Regions from separate parts of the Mus musculus genome. Here region 2 is linked to region 1. A link is a contact called in public Hi-C data. All regions are on one chromosome and are shown on one strand. The core of a region is the stretch at or near the end of the contact, and the rest is flanking DNA. Distances in the headings are between cores, read along the strand shown.

What was found. A called contact is a pair of places that touch in the nucleus more often than the background predicts.
Region 2: a contact with region 1 is called in a Hi-C map of the STO cell line, with 2.2 times the contacts expected there. The contact joins two enhancer-like sites. A contact is called at or near these places in 9 of 39 promoter capture datasets (the C10 cell line, the HPC-7 cell line, cranial neural crest and 6 more), 32 of 484 Hi-C or Micro-C datasets (the AML12 cell line, the AtT-20 cell line, B cells and 20 more), 4 of 115 datasets of contacts at active chromatin or transcription factors (all in embryonic stem cells) and 3 of 9 other capture datasets (adipose tissue, liver and pancreatic islet).

What each region holds. Positions count from the first base shown.
Region 1 is chr5:110,657,651-110,661,853 of GRCm38.p6, reverse strand. Ddx51 (DEAD box helicase 51) reads right to left here. Exons shown (of 15, transcript NM_027156.3): 15 at 1,358-4,203. Among named protein-coding and RNA genes, the nearest start is that of Ddx51, 6.3 kb to the right of the region's middle. Within about 2 kb of position 1,908, at least 32 of the 459 cell types and tissues checked have an H3K27ac peak or open chromatin away from gene starts, as enhancers often do. A contact at or near this core is called in the STO cell line, where this site is marked.
Region 2 is chr5:110,737,584-110,741,694 of GRCm38.p6, reverse strand. Ep400 (E1A binding protein p400) reads left to right here. Exons shown (of 52, transcript NM_029337.2): 4 at 1,406-1,513; 5 at 2,014-2,399. Among named protein-coding and RNA genes, the nearest start is that of Gm22583, 17 kb to the left of the region's middle. Within about 2 kb of position 1,929, at least 10 of the 459 cell types and tissues checked have an H3K27ac peak or open chromatin away from gene starts, as enhancers often do. A contact at or near this core is called in the STO cell line, where this site is marked.

The sequences.
Region 1 (4,203 bases), core at 659-3,158:
TTGGTGGGCAGAGGCAGGTAGATCTCTGTGAGGTCATGGTCTGCTGGGTCTACACAGAGGACTCCAGAACTGCCAATGAGAGAACCCTATATCCAAAAAAGAAAACAAGACAAAACCTACCTCAAAAATATTTTTTTTAATGAAATGTCTGAAAAACATGTTGACCACCCTGAGCCATCAGGGAAATGGGAAACAACTTTGAGACTTCAAATATCTTACACCACTCAGAATGGACAAGGTTTTTAAAAATAGACAGTAGAACCTGGCATGACTGTAGAGAAAGGGGATCATCCTTCACCAGTTTGAGTACAAATTGATACAACCACTGTAAGTCAGCATGGCAGTTCCTCAAAAAGTTGAGAATAAAGTTACCCCATGATGCAGCTACATCCTTGGGCATATACCCAAGCTTCTATTATCTACTTCTCCAGGGTGCTGCTTCTCCATGTTAATTGCTCTATTCACAATAACCGGGAAATGGAAACAGCCTAGAAGCCCATCAACTGATGAAAAAAATGCACCTTTACACAATGGAATTTTCAGCGGTTTTAAAACATCATTCGAGCCGGGCGTAGTGGCGCATGCCTTTAATTCCAGCACTCGGGAGGCAGAGGCAGGAGGATTTCTGAATTCGAGGCCAGCCTGGTCTACAAAGTGAGTTCCAGGACAGCCAGGGCTATACAGAGAAACCCTGTCTCGAGAAAAAAAAAAAAAAAAAAGCAAAACAACAACAACAACAAAACATCATTCAAGTGATTAGATATGGCTGGGGCTGAATACAGCTCAGCAGTTAAGAGCACTGACTGCTCTTCCAGAGGTCCTGAGTTCAACTCCCAGCAACCACATAGTGGCTCACAACCATCTGTAATGGCATCTGATGTGCTCTTCTGTGATTAAAGGCCTTTTAAAAGACCTTCTGTAGATATGTTTTATGTAGCCCTGATTGTCCTGTAACTCATTCTGTAGACCAGGTTGGCCTGAACTCAGAGATTCACCGTTCTCTGCCCCCAAGTGCTGGGATTAAAGGTGTGGGCCACCAAGCCAGGCACCAACCGTTTCCTTGAAAATTATAATTTTTTTCTTCAACATATCCATGTACAACTGGTGCCCTTTGGTGCCCTTAGAGGATATTAGAGCCTCTGGAACTGGAGTTGTAGACAGTTGTAAACCATGTGGGTTCTAGGAACCAAACCAAACCCTATTCAAGTAAATGCTCTTAACTGCTGAGCCTTCCCTAGTTGCTCAACCACTTTCTGATTAAATCTCAGGCTTACTCCATGAAATAGTAGGTGCTGTTAATGGAGCCAAGAATCTGTGGCTGTATAAGTCACAGGCTTGAGCACAGGGTAAAATGAGCACAGGGTAAAAAATGACTTTTAATGACACTGCTATCCCCATAGGTAGGTGTACTGCCAACTTTCATCAGAAAAGCTTTCAGATGACAGCTGCTCAACAAGTCCAGAGTGAGAGTGTGTGTGTGGAGTGTTGACCTCTAAGTGGAACATTTCACACCTCTCTGTCCAAGCTCAGGGATCTTTAAGGAAGAGGGTACAAAAAAATTTAAGAGCCAGAGGCAGTACATAACTTCAAGGGAAAATGCTTTCAAGACACAATAGAGCAGTAAGGCATATGAACTCACAGAGACTGTGATGGCATGCACAAGACCTGTATAAGCTGAGGAACTACTGTTATTACTGCTACTGAAAGAGGGACTCAGTTTTCTTTGGTAGTGTGACCCCTAGTAGGCTGACCACATTGCAGGGCAGGAACCACACTCCATAATACAAATCAATTCAATGGGTTTAAACAACAACAGAAAACCTTGGGGCTAGATGGGTGGGGAGGTGAGAGTAAGGATGGATATGGGAGAAAAGGGTGTGTGTGTGAATATGATCAAATTTCACTGTATGAAATGCTGAAAGCATTAGTAACACAATGTTGATTACTCAAAAGGAAGTCTGACCTTCAGACCAGACTTCTCATCAGCAAGATCTTTCAGTTTTGGTCTGTGAAAATCCTAGCTCTAATAACTCACATTAAAACCATCTGTATCTGGCTAGGAGTGAAGGTGGCACAGGCCTTTAATCTCAGCATTCAAGAGGCAGAGGCAGGAGAGTTCAAGGCTGCTGGTCTACAGAGCAAGTTCCAGAACAGCCAGGCTATGCAGAGAACCCTGCTCAGTAAACAAACATTTTTTTAAAAAAACCAGCTGTTTTCAAAAATCAACTGTGACTACCCTGTGAGAGATCAGTATTTACCCATAAAGGCTGTGATTTAAGGGACACAATGATGGGCTGGAGAGATGGCTCAACAGTTAAGAACACTGGCTGCTTTTCCAAAGGACCCAGGTTCAATTCCCAGCACCTAAATGGTAGATCATAATTGACTGTAACTCAGTCCCCCTCTTCTGGTTTCCATAATGGACTGCAAACACATGGTACACAAATAAACATGCAAACAAAATAAACATTAAAAAAAAAAAAGAATCAGAATGACACCGGCTACTTTGACTCTCTCAGTTTTGGGTACTACTCCCCAGTGAGCAACCTCCCACACAGCAAGAGGCTAGGGTCAGATGCAAATTCCACAGAGCTATGGTCCAGGGCAGAGAAAGCTGTAAGGTAACCACTACAGGCCTGGGAAACAAACAGGCCCTATAGTGTGATGAGTGAGTTACTCCAAATGTTTCACTGTCTTGTGTCCTCCTGTGGGGTAGCTTCAGTGGCTTCTACCTGGCAGGGTTAATGTTGACATGAGCCCACGTTTGTTTCGGTGCTTCTGTGGAAACTATTCCCCCAGTTTTAACCTCTTCTGCAAAATGCCTGATGCTGTTGTCAGTCTTGAACCTCCCACAATGGCTTTGCCTACTTTATTCCTACTATTAGGCTCTACCTAAGATTTTGTTAGAAAACAGGCATTTCCTTAAAACAAGCTTTGGAAAAACATTTCCTGGGCCCAACACACATGAACCAAACCTCATAACTGCAATCCTCATGCACTTTATATATCGGTTTGGTCTAATTACAAGTTATTAAGCTTGTTCTAACACTGTGAACACCCAGTCAGCTATCCTAGCATCTATCCCTTTTAGTATCACCAATTCAGATAGAAAGCCAGCACATGATCTTACTAACCTAATCTTGGCAGACAGTGTTTGGGAGATCTCTGGGTGTAGGGGAAGGGTCTGATCCTGTGAGAAAGAAAGTGATGCTAGCTTGGGTCTAGGGCAATGCATGTTCTGAAAGGTCACAGAAGAGGCAAAACCAAGGCAACTGGAACAAGGCACCAGTAAGGGAAGCCAGGGCTGTGGTAGCTTCAGATTTAAAAAGGACTTGGACAGGGACACAGAGATGGCTCAGTAATTAAAGCTCTTGTAGAGGATCCAGCTTACAACTGCCTGTAGTTCCAGTTCTAGGGGATCCAACAAACACTTCTGGCTTCCTTGGGCACTAGGCATATATGCTATACAGACATACATGCAGGTAAACACTCATATATGTGAAATTTAAAAGGGAGGGAGGCCTGGTTAAAGCTGTGGGAAGCTTCCCCTTATCCAAGTTCCAAGGGCCTGAAGATAGTACCCGTAGCCTGTGCCTAGGTGTTCTGGGTTAGAGGAGTAGTTAAGTGGCTGTGTTGGAGCTATCGGGAATTTGTATAGGTTCAAGTGATCCATTTATTTTTTTCTGAATACAAATGAAAATGTTTATCTTTTTTGATACACTGACTTTTTAAAAACAGGCCTTCTTAAAAGCACAGGTAAGCGCTAATTCTCCTTGACTATATATATTCAGGGAAGGACTCTCACATCATTTAAGAACTTAAATGGGTGGGAGGCTAATTATAAAGTACAATCTTGAAGACTAGTAGCCAAGGAAGTATCTTCAAGGCTGCTGCCAACCTGTTCTTGGGCTCCAGTGACTTGCCTGGGGCAGGCTCGCCATAGCTTCTCTGTAGACAGGAGACGCTAACGTATAAGCACTTTGATCACCACAGTCCAGTCACCATAGTGTTTGCTCACACTCCAGAAGGCATCCTTCAGCTTCACCTGAGCTTATTTCCCAAGACCAACTGGACACCAGCAGTCCAACCCGAGAGCCATTACTTTTCAGGACGAGGCCACCATCTAGGCTGCATCAACCAAGACGACCAGATGCCCACGGCACTGGGGAGAAGGGTTGTTTCCACTGGAACCCCAAGGAACTT
Region 2 (4,111 bases), core at 680-3,179, 80 kb before region 1:
ACTTTGGGTAACCTTGGCTAACCAAGGATTACCAAAATCCTTGGATTGCTCTGTAGACCCAACTGGCCTTAAACTTAGAGATACTTGCTTTCCTCTGCCTCCCAAGTGCTGGAATTAAAGCATGTGCCACCACTGCCTGGTGGAAGTTTCTTTTTAAGCTGGCTTCCCCCTCGATCCATAATATTTTGATACCTTTCCCCCCCTCTTTTTTTAATGTGAGAGGCTCAAGAAGGTGACACATAGCTGCCTCTGATTTCATGTCTGCTTCTGTAACCACTGCAGGGATCACTGTCAGTATATTGTGATTCTCACAGATGTTACTCTGTTCAGGCTCAACATTTCCTTACAGATGAGTCATTGTGAAAAAATTCAGATATAAACATATAGACAGAGTTACTTAAAAAAAAAATTGGCCATAATAGGTAACTTTCCCACTTCATGCATGTGAAAATCCTGTAGTCGGCACCATGGCACCATGTTCCATTGTGTGGATGAACCTTTAATAAGAGTAAGAGCTCCTCCTATTGCTACTGCTACTACGGTTATCATCATCATCATTATGTACTGTCCCATGAGACCTGGTTGGTCTGTAACTCTCAGTGTAGCTTAAGTTGGCCTTGAACTTGGAGGGACCCTCCTGCCTCTGGCTCACTAGTGCTTGGGTTTACAGCTGTGTGCTACTGCACATGGCTTTAGACAGTTGACTTTTATCAGTCAGTCTTTTCTAGTCTTAGTTATCCCCATTTTTTTTTTTTAAATCAGGATGAACAGAGACTTAACATTTAGTCTGAAATGTTCATTTGTCATATCTGGTAGCTGATCTAAAGGAACAGCCTCCCAGGTCCTTGAGGAATAAGATGTAGTGCTGCTGACAGATTGCCTGCCAGCAACATGTCCAGTTCCATTACTGTCAGTAGTCTCTGGTTCTCTCATATCTATCCATTTTCCTTACTTTAATAAATCTTGTAATCTTTGGTGGTTGACCTAAAGGTAAAGTCATACCTCCTGTTCTGATGTGGATATCTGGTTTTGAGTAAGGTTGTACAGGAGCTTTTATTGCTTATTAACTATTTGTGACTCTGTTCTTGGCTCTCTATTGATGTTCTCTGTCCATTGTCCTGGGCATTGAAACTTCTCATGTTATTTGTGAGTGCTTTGAGAATGGTTAAGTGAGCCTCTGCCAGGCACGTGTTGCAATGTCTCTCAGTTCTTGTCCTTTGGCCTTTGTATGATGCCTTTATTTGTACTTGCAAAATTTTAATGAAACTATATCAACCTATCCCTTACAGTATAGAAGGGCTTCCCTTTTCAAAGATTAAAAAAACACTTATATATGTTTTTTTCCCTACTACTTCTATGGTTTTATTTTTACATGAAACAACACCTTTCTTGAAAATTATTCTAGAGCAGTCTAAGAGACCTCGTCTTGAAGTGGGTCATCCAGGGGTAGTTTTCCAGCATCCAGGGGTGAATGCAGGAGTCCCTCTGCAGCAGTTAATGCCAACAGTCCAAGGTAAGACCCAGCAGTAGAACAGTGCTCTTAGCTTGTCATCAGGGAATGCCCACAACCTAGAGCCCAGCCCACATTGGAGCCATGCAGTCAAGGGAGACTAATAGATGTGGAATTTCCCACATGGGAACATGTCTCTGCACTCCAGTCAATTCAGTATTGAGAAAGCCCCCAGAGACAGGTTCTTGACATTCTAGTGGAAGCCATACATCTGCATTGTGCTTTCTGGTGATTTTATTTCTGTGTTCCTAATTGCTACTGCTGTCAGATACCTTGTGATTATTTAATGCTTGTTTTGCTTAGTACTAACTCGCAATAGTTGGGTGCATTCTTTCCTTCTTTGTGTGCTCATCCTGACCTTAGGTCTGCTCTAGGACACTCCCATTTTGACTGTAACAGTTCTCATGTGAGAGGTAGAATGTCCAGTGTGTGTCCTTGTGACTCATTTGGTAGAAGCTGCTATGCACTAAGGTCAGTGCTTTGGGCTCTTTCTTATTTTTCAGGAGGGATGCCCCCAACTCCTCAGGCCACACAGCTCACTGGACAGAAGCAGAGTCAGCAGCAGTACGACCCTTCCACAGGGCCTCCTGTGCAGAACGCCGCCAGCTTGCATACCCCACCACCACAGCTTCCTGCGAGGCTGCCTCCGGCCAGTGTCCCAGCCACAGCCCTCCCTTCCACCTTACAGTTTTCACAGCAGTCACAGATGGTGGAGGCTTCAACTCAGCTCCAAATCCCTGTGAAGACTCAACAGCTAAATGCCCCCATCCCTGCCCCCCTGCCCAGCCAGCTCCCTGCTCCTTCTTCACAGCCCGCCCAGCCGGCCCTACATGTTCCGATGCCCGGGAAGGCGCAGATGCAGACATCTCAGCTTTCCTCCCAGACCCAGGTACTCTGTGGACATTGGCTGTTTTACTAGTGAGGTACAGAAGAAAAGAGGAAACAGTCTGCAGAGGTGGCTTGGCTTGCTGTCTAGGTATTTGGTAGGGTGGTCTGCGCTGAACCTGCACGTTCCTGGAAGCAGCTTTACCTGCCCTCTTAGCACAGTTGGTTATTGTAGAAGTTGCAAATTAATTTTATTTGGCTTTGTAATAACAATCATTAAAGTAATAGAAAACCATTATTATTGTTGCTGTTAGTAGAGAAAGCCTCGACCTGTTGAGTTACATGCTATTCAGAGGGTGTTGTATTCGTCACCCCATTTGGTCTTTTGGGAACTATTAGATGGTGACCAATTTTACCAGTCTTGAAAGTTGTGAGACTGACCCAAAGAGATGAAGTGACAATTCAGTGTTGACTCTAGCTTTGATCAAGGGTGAAGCCCGGTTTTTCACCATCAGCTAGACTTTCTCCTTTGCTTTTTTTCCAGTGCTATGAATTCCACCAGTGTGGACATCACTGTGCCTGTTATAATGTGAGCATGGTGGTCCTCCTCACTGATTTTTTTTTTTCACCTGTGTGGGTTTGTGAATACTTCCCCTAGTTCCTGGAGAACATCCAGTGAGATGGCGCAGTGTGGGCACACCAGCTGTAGACCATGGGTGGGAGTCAGTGCCGGTCCCCTCTGCTCTCACCTTCCTCATGTTAATAATGGAGCTACTCAGAAGAGCTTTAAGTACCAGTTAGGATATACACTAAGGACTTAAAACTGATGAGAACAAAATGGGAAGAACAATCTGGACTGATGGCCATGAGCTGTGGTAATGAGTTCATGGGCGGTTAGTTTTTCTGCTTAGCAATTCTGTGAGGTGGAATTGCTATTCCCATTTTCTGACAAGTTCAGGCCACAAGCTTACAATCTTGCCATGTCATCAACTAAGTGGTAGGGCTCTGTGTAGTTATTGGGTTATTCTAGAGCCTTGAGGCAGGCAGGTATTGAGGCTTCCTACACACTTGGTTAGGGAAGGATGGTGGTTCCCCCCAGGGCTACTAAACTCTGTCCCCACGGCTGGCTTGTGGCTGGCAGACTTTCTATCTTATTCTTTCTTTTCTTTCCCTTTTTCTCTCTCCCACCCTTCCCTCTCTAAAGAGGGTTTTCTCTGTATCCCTGGCTGTCCTGGAACTCACAGGCTTGCCTCTGCCTCCTAAGTGCTGGTGGGAGTAAAGGTATGCACCACTACACCTGGCTCCTTGTGGCTTTTGTGAGAGTGATCTTTTTTTCACTTGGAGTCACAGTCCTGACTTAGAGCAGCACTGGGTTTTCTTACCTTTATTTTCTGCCTTTGTTGATAAAAGGATTGTATTAGTCAGGGTTCTCTAGAGTCACTACAAGGATCAATTATGATAGATGAGTTTTAAGAAACTATACAGGGATGGAGAGGTGATTCAGTGGTTAAGAGCACATTCTACTCTTGCAGAGAAGACCTGAGGTCAACTTAAACCATCCACATTGGATGGTTCACAATGTAAAAGACCAGTTCCATGGGTTCTAACATCTTCTGACCTTCAAAGGCACCTATATTCGTGTGCATATCCATATCCATACAGAGACACATATATAAATAAAATTTTTTAAAAAAAATAAAATAAAACGAAACCATAAATCTATAGAAACCCATTACTTAGACCTTATAACACAGGTCTGTAATAACAGCTACATGA